2 separate regions of the Zea mays genome follow, and region 2 is linked to region 1. The links are chromatin contacts, called in public Hi-C maps. All regions are on one chromosome and are shown on one strand. The core of a region is the stretch at or near the end of the contact, and the rest is flanking DNA. Distances in the headings are between cores, read along the strand shown. Region 1 overlaps LOC111589306 (a long non-coding RNA gene). Region 2 has its middle 54 kb from the start of LOC111589511.

The links. A called contact is a pair of places that touch in the nucleus more often than the background predicts.
Region 2: a Hi-C map of tassel shows a contact between it and region 1, with 2.0 times the contacts expected there. The contact joins two enhancer-like sites. A contact is called at or near these places in 3 of 25 Hi-C or Micro-C datasets (ear, leaf and tassel).

What each region holds. Positions count from the first base shown.
Region 1 is chr5:50,834,734-50,838,360 of Zm-B73-REFERENCE-NAM-5.0, forward strand. LOC111589306 (a long non-coding RNA gene) reads left to right here. Exons shown (of 3, transcript XR_004849418.1): 2 at 2,400-3,215; 3 at 3,307-3,627. Among protein-coding and RNA genes, the nearest start is that of LOC111589306, 4.7 kb to the left of the region's middle. Within about 2 kb of position 1,273, at least 14 of the 20 cell types and tissues checked have an H3K27ac peak or open chromatin away from gene starts, as enhancers often do. A contact at or near this core is called in ear and tassel, where this site is marked.
Region 2 is chr5:51,055,488-51,058,799 of Zm-B73-REFERENCE-NAM-5.0, forward strand. No RefSeq gene overlaps it. Among protein-coding and RNA genes, the nearest start is that of LOC111589511, 54 kb to the right of the region's middle. Within about 2 kb of position 1,679, at least 19 of the 20 cell types and tissues checked have an H3K27ac peak or open chromatin away from gene starts, as enhancers often do. A contact at or near this core is called in ear and tassel, where this site is marked.

The DNA.
Region 1 (3,627 bases), core at 23-2,522:
ACAGATTATCATCAATCAACACGACAATCCTAGTAGTAGTACAGGTACTAAACACCAAACAGATATCGTGACTGCATGCTGCGAAGAACGCGTATGTTAGTGTAGCTAGCTCGAGCATCACTGCATCAGAATAATAATCTGTTTTCTGATCTGCCTTTTTTTCCCTCGTATTTTCGACAAGATCTGTAGCTAGCTAGCTTAAACTGCTGTTCTCGGCCGCTAGCCGATTTCGGCATAATTATTAATCAATGGCATCGATCCCCAAGTTGGGCCTTGTTGGTTGCGTGGACGTAGCAGTTCCCCTCTGGAGACAGGGAGACCTTTAATTTTGCTGAATTCTGTTTGGGTTGGATCCCGAGGCGAGGATTGCCGTTGAGACCGGCAAGCGCGGCGTCCCCGTGCGGATGCAGATGCACTCGCGTCCCAGTCACAGGGCAGGGCACAGCGTGCCGCCGCCGCCGGCTCCGCCCACGCGCGCGTGGTAGTCACGGCACATAGTACGCGCTTCTGAATTGAAACAGCAGGATGATCGTAAAGCGGCGGGACACTTAACTCACATGCGTTCGCAAGGACGCAGGCAGTGCATGCGGCCCTAGCTGGAAACGCGACGCTCAACCAGACTACAGTGCCTTTGTGCTCTTCATCCATCCAGCCACTATACACACGCTCACACATCTTCTTCTTCGTCCAGCTACTATACGAGTGCGCGCACACCCACGCAGGTACATGGACCGTCCGGCCACACGGATCCATGTATTCAGCGTAGTATGCGTCACAGCTTTTCCTTCTCGTGGCGGTACAGACAGACAGACTACAGACAAGACAATCAAGCTAGCCTGAGGTAGCACACGCATGAAGAGGACAGGATGACATTAGCTATGCGACATGTACTAGGCTAGCCATTTTATTTTATGTGACACGAAAGTAAACTTTAGTCAGTGAACCAAATACATCCCAATATTGTATATAGCCATGAAGCCTGTCCCTTCAATTTGACAATTGCATGTTCTATTTTTTTCCCTTTTTTTGAGAGAGAGTCAATAATATATAGGGTATCTATCTTAAACAGCTGGTCAGCTGCTGTGTGTGTCTGGTACTGGTAGACGGTAGTACTGCTGCTACTTTCTGTCTTGACGGGTCTGGCCGATTGTGTAATTCTGCACGCAGTAAAATATTCTCCCTGCAATTAATTCTGCGCGCGCCCCCAGCACCAGCAGCGAGATCTTCTGGGGGATCCGAGCCTTGATTTCGTAAAGCCTGCGCGCATGACAGAGCGAGGACTAGGAGTACCCTGGTACTACTGTACGTAGGACTGGGTATCCATCGGGCAGCCGTGTCCTAGACTGCCAATATACGCCTGTTGCCTGCTACTCTGGAATTATACGGCCTGACAAAATACCAAGCAGTCGTAGTGTCGTACGCGAATGCATGACAAGGTCATCATCAAGCCCAGCCGGCTATGTGACAGCACTATTTCGAGGTACAAAACCGTAGATACCACTTGCACATAAAAGCTATAGTGGCTGTCCCACACCTATTTGCACTAGCATTTTCAGTGATGTCAGTGCTATGAGACAATGGAAATCGGTATTTTTATTGTTGGTTGTTTTGGAACCAAACCGCCAGTGAAAACATCATATCCACTAGTGGTTGGTCAAGACAACCACCACTACAAATAGAATTCACGGTTTGCTTAATAAAACCACCGGTGGAAATACACTATCTACTGGCGGTTTTCTTTATTTGACTGTCAGTTGAAGTTTTCCCGCTTTTTTATAAATTTTCAAACAAAACTGAATTTACACACACATTATATAAATATATATAGTATATAGTATATGTATTTAGAGTCATGTGCTCTGCTTAACTATAGAAAGCCCCGACCACCCGTCCGGTTGACCAGGCGCACCATCCGGTCCACCCACTATAATGTTTACGCTCATGTACCATCGTATAAAACCAACCGCTCTACATGGCCTTCCGCGATGGCTCAGACTAGGTTTTCAGTGGCGGCGGTTGTGCGACACGAGTGAGTGCGGCGAAGCCAGCTCGACCGCGGCGAACAAGCATCCCCATAGACGAGATCCATGGCGGATCGCCTCCCCGTCATCGTTCCAAAGGTGCCTTCCCTTTGTTTCCCTCATTTTCTTCCCTCCCTAACCTTACCTCCTTTCCCCACACGAACCCTCACCCGCCTCCTCTTCATCCTCAAATCCCAGCTCCTGGACCATGCCTCCTGCCCACCCGCACGCTCTTTCCCTCTAATCCATGTTGTCCTCCGTGATGGGGGCTGCGACTGATAGGGCCATTCGCAGGTAGGCCTTCACGCTGACAAACACTGCGGCGTTCAGGATCCAGCAGCTTCTCAACCTCATGTAGCTGTTTTGTGGGGGCTCCAGCAGGATTTGTGATGCCCTTTGTGACGATTCTGCGTGACTGCCTGCTCCCCCATCCCCTCCGTCGTGGACACCGCCGAGACGCCTGCGAGCCGACTGCACGCTGGAACCCGCGACGAGCCGGCGTTCGAGGAACTGCTGTCGGTGATGTTATATATTACCACATGCTGAGATATTTCTGCAAGTTCTATGAAATGGTAATAAGATATTTCTGCAAATTGTTATATATGTTTTATCTCCACAAACATTTTTTAGATTTGATATCATTTTTAACCTTTAGATTCTAAGAATGTGCTCAGTTTGCATTACATGCACACAATAGTTCAAGAAAAAATAGCAAGAAAGAGATAAATGTCCTAGAAGAAAATAGATGAATTAATAGGGCAGTTATAACCTTTTGTAAAAGAAGTTTTGGTCCCTGGATTCATTGTAATAACGACTAACATTATTTTAGCCTCACAATTTTCTTTAATGGTCTAGCTTTGTAATTGATAACACATTTTTTGGTTGAACTATCATAAATTGATGACAGTATAATCGATGCAGCCATTATATAGTTTTCTTTGTTGCGATTATGCTGCTCATTAATTAAAGAACACTATCTGTCAATCTGTATAGTTTGCATTACATAAATTCATTTTATGCCCAGATTCTGGAAGCAAACCTTCTCGTAACTCAAATGTTACATAAACTATAATTCTGCTTTCCTGCATCTCATATTTACATATCAGCGTAACTCAAATGTTTACCTTCACTGTTATGAGATACATTCACTATTATGACTGCATCGATGGATCTGTCAAGGCATACATACAACCAGTACGTACAAATTTATCATGTCGTTTTATATTTTGCCATAAGGCAGCATATGGTACTAATGTGTAGCTAACAAATTTTTCTTGGCTTGCAGGACAACACGAGGGATCTACGGTCTCTTGCACTGTATTACATCACATTCCATCGCAAGAACAAAACCATCCTGCTCCTTGCAGACATCTTTTCACGGATGTAGTCTAGTTTAGATATGTTAGGTATTATGTCTACAATATTTCATAAACTTTATCAGGAGTTATGTGCATATATTATGGTAATGACGGTAGAACAATCATGCTAATTATCCACACCCACCAGCAGGTATGGTGGCATGTTATGTTGGCATTGCATATGTTTTTTTAATTACGATCTAGTAATGTTTTTCTAAGTTTATTTGTTTGTGTAGAGGGAGGTATTA
Region 2 (3,312 bases), core at 429-2,928, 220 kb after region 1:
AAAGGAGGTGGTTAAAGCTGAGCGTTGCTTTTAAAGTTGGTCAAAATTTTATTAGAAGTTATAAGTATAAGTAGATACCAACCCAATTAAGAGAACAAAATTGATAATAACACCCGCGATGCAATGCATATGACAGATTAGGTTTAGTTCTATAAATTAATCATGCGAGAGTCCTGAGCTGCTCATGATCGCGAGCACGGCTGATATACCAGTTTTACACTCTGCAGAGGTTGTGCCCTTTACCCACAAGTCGTGTATCCCGTCTAGCCAGGGTTAGCTAGACCCTTAGACACTTCCGAGGTGAATGGCTAGGGATCCACTACAAGGCCTTTACAAAGTTCCACTAGCTTCAGAAAACCCGCTACGGTTTCTGACAAAGGCAATATAGGAATCCCTCGTCCGAAAAGCCATCGCAGCATGATCGACCCGAGAACCTCCCTATACGCAGCTCCTCTACCGCCCTTGTCCTTTCGGGTAAGGTAGTCCTCCACTAGCTTTCCTAATTAGTCAGCCAAGGGCATCCCATTCCACCCTTGTGGTAGCACGTATATCTCAAGTTAAGCTCTATGTTTCAATTAACGCAATGATCTTGTCATGAACAATAATTAAAACAACAGTACAACTGGAACATGATCATATTGTAATATTAATCCCAAAACCAGGTAGAGCAATAGCAAAACTATCCAAAAGTTCAGTGGTAAATAAGGTGTGGGATAAACAAGTCTAGGGAAACCTATTAGGTCCCATCTGATTAATGTGTGCATGTCATAGTGATTAACAGGAACATTATTGGGTAAAGAAAAGTGATCAGGGAACAACTTGCCTGAGACTCGAGATTCTAGGTACCAGGATGATCTTCAGATTCTCGTAACCTCGCTGCTAATCGTAGCAATACCAACAAACATGGTGACAAAATTAACATCACGCCAAACATGAGAACAAACAACGTAAGAGTATTCTATGCACTGTCATGAGGTCGTAGGTTCGAGAACCACTAAAATCGGAGTTACGGTTAAGAGGATATGATTTTCGAAAGATTTTAGTGATCCAATGATTAACAACTATATTTTATGCTGATTAAAATAAATCATATGAGAAAAGGTATTAAAGAAATAACTAATTAAATTTTATACTATATTATAACTTGGATAAATTAAGTAACATAAATCTAGTGACCATAGGATAAACAAATACCTTAGTATGTGATATGATACAATTAAGGTTGTTACTGCGTAGGCAATTTTATTACGAAGCTAACATAATAGGAACAGATTGAATCAGAGTTAAAACGCGAAAGTTATCAATTTACTAAGTTTATATATTTATTTTTCTACTAGAAATCATTTTCCATATTTATTATATGATTTACTAAAGTCCTTGGCGAGTGGTTCGATTCTTCACAAGTATAGGGTCTATCGGTGATTACTTTTGTATTAGCGTGGATGACGGGTTAAGTTTAATGAAATCCGAGGGCTCTTTTCAAAAGAATCCACCGCGAAGAGGTATCAGCGTATCGGGGCCGTTGGATCGACGGTCTGTGGTGGAGATTAGATTGGGCCTTCATTAAAGAGGTATGGAATGGCAGCCATCGGATCAAGATCAACGGCTCCCACACACCCTCGAACCGGTATCTGATCTCAGCCACAGGATCTGGAGCAACGGTCCAGATTAGATCTTATGGAATCGTTACCCGGAATCAAATCTTAGTCGTCCGCTAGAAGATCTATGGATCACATCACCCCATCTATTCTTATCCACTGATCACCCGATCGACGGTCACAACCCATCTTCCAGCTCCTGGCCCTAAGCACGGCGGCACACTCGGCCCCCGCGACGGAGCATCACCGGAGCGACACTCAACTCGCGCCCAGGTGCGTAATCCCCGATTTAGCTAAACGCTGCGCGAGGTGGAAAACACGGAGAATTGGTTTAGGGCCTGCTTACCGGGTGCTAGGGTGTCCGTGATGACGCCCACGAGATCTTGCGACACGATGAAGCAGAGGGATCTCCGGTGAGCAATCACCGGCACCCTGGTCTGGATTCGCGCTTGGAATTTCTAGAATACGCTCAAGGTTGTCTAGCCAATCCACCGACCGCTCTGTCCAAAGGTACAGCGCGGCCGAAACACAGGTCGTTGTTGTTGGCGGCCACAAGCGTCGCCCACCCTTCCACACGGCTCGACAAGCCCTGTTTTGGTGAGCAGGGGCGCGGAGGCAGGCAGAGGACTTGGGGAAGGCGACACGATTCTGTTCACGAAAACGTGAACGCGGCGCGGTGGGGAAGGGACATCTGACGGTCAGGTCCCAGCGGTCAGCAACACAACGCCAAGGGATGTGCACACGTAGAGGCCTGACGCGCGGGTCCCAGCTGCCAGTGAGCGGGGGAGTGGGCCACGGAGGGAAAGGTTAATGGGCTGGAATGGTGGGATTAGGCCCAAGTCGGTTTGTTTTCTTTTTCTCACTTTTCTTTTCTATTTCAAATTCCAAATTCAATTATTCCAGCTCAAATTTAAACTCATGTTTTATATTTCATATTTACTAAATATTAAATACCATCCTAATGTGAATATTACCCCCATTATTTGCAGTTATATCATTTATCCTTCTTCCTAATATTTAATTATGGAGAGGGTAATGGTCTTAATTAAAATTCCCCTTTTTTTAATCATTTTCTGTTTTATATTCTCATTTACTATCTAAATTCAAATTTTAAATTATGATTCCTTTGTTTTGATAGAAAACATTTTCAAATGTTCTAAATCTTTATTAAGAAACGATTTAGCTAACATTATCTTATTATGACCAATCACTTTAGAAAGGGGTGAATTCTAAAGTCTAATTATTTATCACGGGTATTTATTTTGATGATTATATTTATTTTTATTATTATTCTTATTCTCTAAAGGATTTCCTTTTCTATTTCTAGTTTCTAATTTCATATTCCCAAATCAAGTTTGTGTTTCAAATTCAAAATAAATTCAAGTTTTTGAGTTTCCAAGATAATGCTCAAGCAAAACTCTAGTATGAATGCAACAATATTTTATTAATTCATTCCTTTGAGTATTGCTAGTATATATTCCATGAAAGAAGAGGAAAAATAATAATAATTCACCCATATGAATAATTGTAAATTTTCTATATTATAGTTAATTTCAAATTCAAATTCTAGTTTTCAAAAGTTTTATGTTCCACATTTGGCTAATAATATTTTTGTGTTGCTAACCATTAACTTTAAGGGGGAAATAACTTTAATAGTGAGGAACCCATATTGAGAGACATATTTATTATTAATCTTTTGGAGAAAATTTTATAA